Regions from separate parts of the Zea mays genome. Here region 2 is linked to region 1. The links are chromatin contacts, called in public Hi-C maps. All regions are on one chromosome and are shown on one strand. The core of a region is the stretch at or near the end of the contact, and the rest is flanking DNA. Distances in the headings are between cores, read along the strand shown. Region 1 holds the start of LOC100285022. Region 2 has its middle 140 kb from the start of LOC100285022.

Evidence for each region. Hi-C and Micro-C count contacts between places; a contact is called where the count stands out from the background.
Region 2: a Hi-C map of leaf shows a contact between it and region 1, with 4 times the contacts expected there. The contact joins the enhancer-like site here to the promoter of LOC100285022 in region 1. A contact is called at or near these places in 2 of 25 Hi-C or Micro-C datasets (bundle sheath and leaf).

What each region holds. Positions count from the first base shown.
Region 1 is chr6:26,160,103-26,164,087 of Zm-B73-REFERENCE-NAM-5.0, reverse strand. LOC100285022 reads right to left here and starts at 2,331. Exons shown (of 2, transcript NM_001157917.2): 1 at 1,783-2,331; 2 at 1-1,008. The coding sequence starts at 2,244. The coding sequence ends at 169.
Region 2 is chr6:26,297,735-26,301,719 of Zm-B73-REFERENCE-NAM-5.0, reverse strand. No RefSeq gene overlaps it. Among protein-coding and RNA genes, the nearest start is that of LOC100285022, 140 kb to the right of the region's middle. Within about 2 kb of position 1,644, at least 10 of the 20 cell types and tissues checked have an H3K27ac peak or open chromatin away from gene starts, as enhancers often do. A contact at or near this core is called in leaf, where this site is marked.

The sequences.
Region 1 (3,985 bases), core at 1,082-3,581:
CATGGTTTCCATGGGTCACTGGTTTCTACATATATATTTCGTGGAAAATCTATGAAAATATAAATGTTATGTTTTATATGGCTAATAAGGGTACAAGTCAACACCATTTTTATTTGAATTGAACACATAAATGCATAATGTTTGAACTTTCAAGTAAAATCCGAGGACCTAAAAGAAGGCTTTCATCTCGGCCTTGAAGTCCACGAGATGCTCCTCCTCGACACATTGTGTCATTATTCGAGTCCCCTTCTTCATAGACGGTGGAGCTCCAAGAACTGCTACAGCCATGTAGTCTGCATAAGTGAAAGGGAGGATATGGTTTGGTACACCCCACCCATAGTCAACTTCAAAGAATCCAAGCCGTGTCCAATCGGACACAAATAGAACATTGTGCTTGAATGTTAGTTGATATGGGTCTACTTTCACATTGCCCGTGGACCATCTGGAAAACTCTAAAGGAAGCCTAGCCTTCCCATCCCTTATCATCCTAATCACATCAAGCAATCTTGAACTAGCAACTACCTCAGCAGTTGCTGTGACAGTCACTGGATAGAAGCAATTTCCATAGAAGCCACCAACCTTGGGTAGCACATGTGTGAGGAGGTGGCGAGTGTTGGCAAAGAAGCAAACATGCACCTTGAAATTTGGTTCGTACTTGATTGCCCTTGTCCTAGCTTGCCAAACCTTGGCAATGGCAACATCAAATGTAGAGCAATAGTGTCCATTGGTTTGAAAGTATTCACTCTTGACATGTGCAATATTGTTAACTGCCACATCCATAACAAAATGTTTGAACCCGAAGCACTCGAAGGATGGTGGTGGCCCAGGAGGCATTTTAGGTGGGTTTGGTATTAACTCCCGTGCCCATATAGGTGCTATTGTAGGTTTAACTACTCCACGGGCAAACTCAGAAATTGCATTGATGAATTGAGCTGCACCGAGCCCGTCAGCAAGGGTGTGCACTGCGACTAGCCCCACCACAAATCCTCCACAAGCAAATTCCGTGACCTGGCACACAATTAAGTTTCATTAATAAATTTTGGCGACAAGGTGTTTTAAATAATTGAGAATAGAAAATTAAGCACTATGTAGCAATTATAAAATATTAATAACTAATGAATATATATGAGATTAAAGAAGTATGCAACACTTTTTGTGTAATTGGAAGCTTGTGACTTATTGCTTGTTTATTATATATATGGACAAGGCGCTTCATCATTGTTTAGATGTAGTAGTTGTGTGGATTTTGACTAAAAGCAGTAGTGGGGATATGTATGAGTAGACAATATATATACCTAAAGGAGTGACTTTATACTTCTTTTGGTGGAAACATGGGGCTAGGTACGTGGCGTTCTGCACGACTGCACTCATGACTTTCTAGCTACCACAACTAGGCAAGTATAATTGCTCATGCTGTGTTTATAAGTGTTTGTTTTCTAGAAACTAATTTTTGGTTCCTCTTTATTATTTTATTTTAGTTTTTAAATTGTTAAATACGAAAACTAAAATAGAGTTTTATTTTTTCTTAATTATTAATTTAGAGACTAAAATATAATAAAATGGAGAGGCTAAAAATTAGCCCCTAAAAAAATATGACAGTTGCTTTGGGTGACATGCATGAAGTGTTTCTCCAATTCGGCCATTCTTTATATGCATGAATTGTTTGTCATAACAAAAGCATGTGCATATTATAGTCATTATCCATGCATATGGAATAATAGAAACAACTGTCATATATACATGCTGCAAGTTTTCTGGTTTCATTAGGACGAAAGTGTATACCTGCATCATAATCGGAATACTGGTTGGGTCAACACCTTCCTCTGGAGCCGGCAGCAGCTCTTCCTCGGAGACCATAAGCGGGTAGTCGAGGCCGTTCACGTCCTCGAGGCTGCAATCTGTGACAGCGTCCACGAACCACGCACCGTCGTCGGTGCACTCAACGCTCGCCTCCCCGGCGTACAGTGAGCCGACGAAACGGCCGGCGAACGGGCGGTAGTCCACCAGCGCGCGGGACAGCGCCGCGCGGATCACCTCGGCCGGCCTGCCGGCGGCAGCAGCATCGTAGTGGGCGGCGGAGGCGGCGGCGTCCTTGCGGCGGAACACGTGCAGGGATCGCACCGTGTGGCGCAGGCCTGGAACGCGGTCGATGGGCGACAACTCGAGCGTCTCGGTCGTCGGAGTTGGCGTGGACGATGGCACGACGAAGGATTGGGATTTCCTTGTCACGGTGATGCTCGCCATGGTGGCAAGCTGCTATGACATACGTATTAGCTTTGCTAAGTGAGGTGACAGCAGTACTGGCTGTAATGTGTAGGTGTAGGTGTGGGTGTAGGTGTGGTGCACAAGATGTCTATTTATAGACGAGATAGATGACTAAAGTAATTTTTAGTGCCAAACTTTTTGACTAAACAATATACTCCCTTTGTTCTAAATTAAAATTCCTTTTAGTTTTTTTATAGATTCATATAACAATTGTATTAGCACCATATATACCACCAGGTGAGGCCGGACAGTCCGGGCCGCAGACGGTCCGTATCTAGGCACGGACGATCCGCGATAACATCAAATTAGATGGTTTAATCTCCTTTTTCGTGCGTGTTTATTCATCTAAATCTACGGATTCTATTGGAAAATGTCTAGGAACGGTCGAACAAATCCAGACTTCCCCTATATATATGAAGGTGTACGGTCGATTGCGCGCACCAACAATCAAACTAAACAATTAAATCTACTTTATTTACTTCATTCTTCGTCACATTAGGAGTAGGTGTAATTTAGACCTAGTTTAGCTTTCTTAACCTTGGATCTTCATCCCTTTTCGACTCTACATCGTCTAGTGACGTCGCCGGTGGCCTGCCGATCCAAGGGCACCTCCTGGAACTCTCCTCCCTAACGGGGTCCCTCCCAGTAGGCGAGATCTAGGGTTTTTCAAAAATCTACGAGCACGGACCGTTCGACCGGCGAGTAGAGGACACCCGCTCCTGCAGTGAGGTCACGGACCGTCCGACCCAGTGTTGTGGACCGTCCGTGCTCCCATAGCGAGCACTGCTAGGCGGTACAAACCCTAGTGTTTGGTGCCAGATTGGCGCCAATGTCGGTGTTTATGATCCGACTGCGCACCACGGTGTTCCCCACGTGATGCTTTTAAGCAAGATGACGTCGTTGATTGCGACTCGATGGTACGTGCAAGTGCACGTCGGATCACACAAGAGTTTATACAGGTTTGGGTCACTGGAAATATGCATAAGACCTTGTTGAGGCTGAGTACATGAGTATCAGTGGTGTACACATGTTACATATGAGATGTGGGAGGAGGAAGGTGAGTTCTCCTGTCGATCTAAGGGTAGTGTGGTTGCTATGAGAGGACTAGTGAGTTATGAGGTGGTGATGGGATGTGCTGAGATGAGAGATGGGTTCGTAGGGGTAACCCATCAGCCTTATATAGATGACTAGAGGGTTATCTCTTTACAAGTCGCAATGACTATCTAACTCTAACCGAATCCTCCTTTTAACACGGCATGTATTCCTGCTTATCCAGAGTTGAGTTGCCCTTCGTCCAAGTTATCTCCGATTATCTAGCACTTCGGGTACGCTCAACCTCCCTGCTCGAGGTAGCAGCACTCCTTCTGCGAATGACTTGGTCGTCTGGTCTTTGCCTCCATGGGTCGAGCTCATCCAGCCTCGTTGCGGCTTGACAAAATATATACATTGACAAAATTAAAAATACTCACTTAGCAGCTTGACGGCGGGACGGTGGTCGGCGTGGGCGAGGCGGGGGACGAGTCAGGGCCGCCGGCGTCGGGACAGGTGCCGGGGCGGCGGTGGTGACCACCAGCGGTTGTCGGCGGCGGGCACGGGCAGGGCAGTGGCGGTTGACGGCAGCGGGTGCAGCAATGCGGCGGCACGACTCGCACATGCCTAGCGCACGGCTCGCACATGCCTAGGTCCGGCCCTGCAGTAGCGCGGCGGCGGAGCAGTTGTG
Region 2 (3,985 bases), core at 395-2,894, 140 kb before region 1:
TTTCCTTACCCTACTTTGTCCAACCCAAGCCTATCCGTGCTTTAATAGATTTTTTACACATTAGGTGGCTATACCCATATATACCCAGGCCTTTCCTAATCACCCACTATTAACTGTAAAAAAAATGTGAGACTCTGAATTTTTGACCCAATTATAGACTAAAAGCTGAATTACAAACCGATCATTATGTATCCCTTCTCTTACAAATCTCGAGGACGAGATTTCTGTTAAGGGGGTAGGACTTTGTAATACCCAAAATTCTATTTTGGGATTTATAAAAGTTTCTCCAAAAGGTTTGAGTTAAAAGAGAAAAAAAAACATAAAATAAAATAGACAGAACCTCAATTTAATCTATAAAACTATTCTTTTGGATTATGTGTTGAGAAACCTTAAAAAAAATTAAAGTGAAAGTATATCATAATAGAGATTACCATTAAAAAATATATTTTCTATTTAAAACACATAAGAGATAAAAAAATACATTTTCAATTATGTGACGTTTGCTCTATTTTATGCATATCAACAATTATAGGGCCTGATGAAGACAACTAATAGTTAAATAAAAAAATGAATGTGCTTCATGTTGGTATTATTAGTTGATACATTTGATGTGCCAAACGCATGAAAGAAATTTGAAGTTTAAACTAAATTCGAAAACATAAAATAAAAGAAGAGAAAAAGGAAAACTCCATACCTGCTAACGGACCACGTTTCCTTAGCCTAAGTCACTCTAATAACGTCATCCTCTCACATCTGGGTGATTCTGCATGCTCGGCATCCAATAGAAATTCACTCTCGCTCGATTTCGCGTCTGCATCCATGTGTGTCGCTGCTCAGTTTCCCCTCCGCGCTGGATCTTCGCCATGAATGTCGCGGCTGCAGCTGTCTAGCTCTTGCATACACCGGCGTGTTGGACCCGCAGGCCAAAAAAATCACCTTGCGTTCTTGGGGAATCTGTGGCTAGTGTGTACGGCTGGTCATCGTTTAGCTGCGCGCCATGGCAATCTGAAACAGAAGCTCCATTTTTCTCTCACCAGACGCACGCCGTAACAACTCCACCGCGGTCGTCGTAACAAAGGCCAAATCCTCGGCCGGGATCTTCGCTCGCGAATCTCGCTGCTCGCCCCAGCTCGGACTTCGCCGCCTGGGTATAAATCTGCGGCCTCTCCTCCCCAAACAACGGCGCGCAGAGAAGAAATAAAGAGAGAGCCTCGTCGTAGGAGAGAGAGTAGAGCGCAGCGAATAGGAGAGAGACCGAGCGTCACGATTGCCGTCTTCACCATACCCGTGCTCAGTTCGGGGGGCCGTTAGGGAGGTTCTCCGGGCGCGGCGAAGCTCTCTGGCGCGGCAGTCAATTGACCGATGTTCCTCGTCGGAGTCACGACAACACCATGGATCCGCCTGTCATCGTGGCTAGGCGCGCCAATGTCAATCCCTAAGGTAAGAACTCAACTGGTAGATTCACTTTTTCCCCCTTAGCGTATAGAACCTGGCAGAACGTGTGTTGGGGCGTTAGTGCGTCGATGTGCGTGCTCGCCGGCGTATTGCCACCGCTATCTAAGCGCCGCGATCGGTGGGTGTGGCTGGAGGAAGAATATGGATGCTGACCGTTCGATTGTAGTTGGACGATGGAGATTGGGTCTGGAGAACGGCTCGGCCAGGAGTGCTGTGGGTCGTAGATCAAGGGAGGGACGGCACGGATTAAATCTCGCGTACCGGTTCGGCCAAGTCGGTAGTGGCCATTGATCCTTGATCGGATGGCTGGAAGATCGTGTAGTTCATTATCTTTTATGGGCCGTTGGATCGGGATCCGATGACCCCGGTCGCGTACTGATTTGAGCTAGGCGTGATCTAATCTGGATCGTTTAAATTGGATCGGACGACTCCTGTTTCGGGATACCCTTTCGTGCGGGAACATTTGCAGAAGAGCCCCTTCTCTTTTCACAAATCAACCTGCCGTCTATCGGTAGGTTAATCTGTGTCTAGGGAATCTTTCAAGCTATCCCCTGGTCTTTTGTTTATTCATGCACCCAGTTCAGAAGCTTAGAAAATTCAGGAAAATAATTTAGGAAATGGTTTTTATGTATAAAAATATATCCAGAACTTATTTAATTCATAGAAATTCCATTTTTACTCCTTTTTAACCCATTCCAGTTGCAATAATATTGTATTAATATTGTCTATCAATTAGTAGCTTTGTTTAGCCATGAAACTGGAATTAAAATTGTTCATTGGAATTAATCTATTCTAAGCACTAAATAATTTCGGAAATTCATAACGTAATAATCGTAGCTCCGAATTTAGTGATTCTTGTTTCTACGATCTCATTACGTAGCGTAGATTATTCTTATATAGTTTGTTTTTATGTTTGGTGTGACGTTAATTTTGCCTATATCATGCTTGTTTGTATTGCTACGACTAGCGCGAGGTTACGTGTCATCTGAAGAGCAAGTTGGTAACTGGAATCTCAAGTGCCAGGCAAGTTGTGCCCTTGATCACTTCTTTTTACCCAGTCATGTTCTGATTAATCATAATGATCTGCATAGGTTAATTTTGATGGGACCTAATAGGTTACCCTAGTTTGTCTATCTTTATACCTTGCTTACCATGGAACTTTTTGGGTAGTACTTGCTAGTGCTTTATGTGGTTTTGGGTATGAAGATACATTATTCATGATCACACTTTTATTATCTGTTTATTATCACTGTTCATGATAAGATCATTATGTTAATTGGAACATGGAGCGACCACCCGGGAAAACAGTGCTACCACAAGGGTTTATGGACGCCGACTGATTAATTAGGAAAGCTAGTGGAGGACTACCTTACCCGAAAGGGGCAAGGGCAGTAGGGGAGTGGTCAGTGTAGGGAGGTCCTTGGTTGATTTTGCTGCGATGGCGGTCAGGCAAGAACCCTGCATTGGAGCTTCCTATAAACTGTAGCGGGTTTTCTGAAGCTAGTGGAACTTTGTAAAGGCCTCGTAGTGTTACCCTGCCTCGCCTCCTCGGTAGAGGTGTATGGGAAGTCGTGATCCCTTGGCAGATGGGTAACATGACTTGTGGGTAAAGATGCGCAACCTCTGCAGAGTGTAAAACTGGTATACTAGCCGTGCTCACGGTCATGAGCAGCTCGGACCCTCACATGATTAACTTATGGAACTAAATTCAATTTGTCATATGCATTGCATCGCAGGTGATGTTGTTACTTCTGTTCTACTATTTAATTGGGTTGGTACTTACTTATACTTAGTAATTGCTAATAAAATTTTGACCAACTTTAAAAGCAATGCTCAGCTCTAACCATCCTCTTTGGTAAGCCTTACACTTCACGTGAGCTCCCACCTTTGGCGAGTTCATGCACATTATTCCCCACAACTTGTTGAGCGATGAACGTATGTGAGCTCACTCTTGCTGTCTCACACCCCCCACAGGTCAAGAACAGGTACCCCAGGATGAGGCGCTTGGAGGATGCTGTGATGTGTTCGTGAGAGGTCTAGGTCGTCGTCTCCCAGTCAACTTTGGGTTGCTGGACCGTTGTCTCCTTATAATGTAATTATTTATTTTGTATAGATCTCCTATTATATAGTAAAGATGTGACATTCGATCCTGTGCCATGATTCATCATATGTGTGAGACTTGGTCCTAGCACACCTGGTGATTGTTCGCGCCCGGGTCTTGGTGCCCCGAAATCCGGGTGTGACAGCCACCAGAGCGGAAAGTTGAGTTCGCCATAGAGCTTCTTCCTGGAATCGCCCCGATCTTTAAGAGAGCTTACAGAATATCTGGATGTGAGTTGGTTGAACTTAAGAAGCAGATCGATGAGTTGTCAGAGAAAGGTTACATCCGGCCAAGCACCTCGCCTTGGGCCACCCCTGTCTTATTCGTGGAAAAGAAAGATGACACCAAAAGGATGTGTATCGATTATCGAGCTCTGAATGAGGTTACCATCAAGAACAAGTACCCCTTGCCCAGAATAGAAGATCTGTT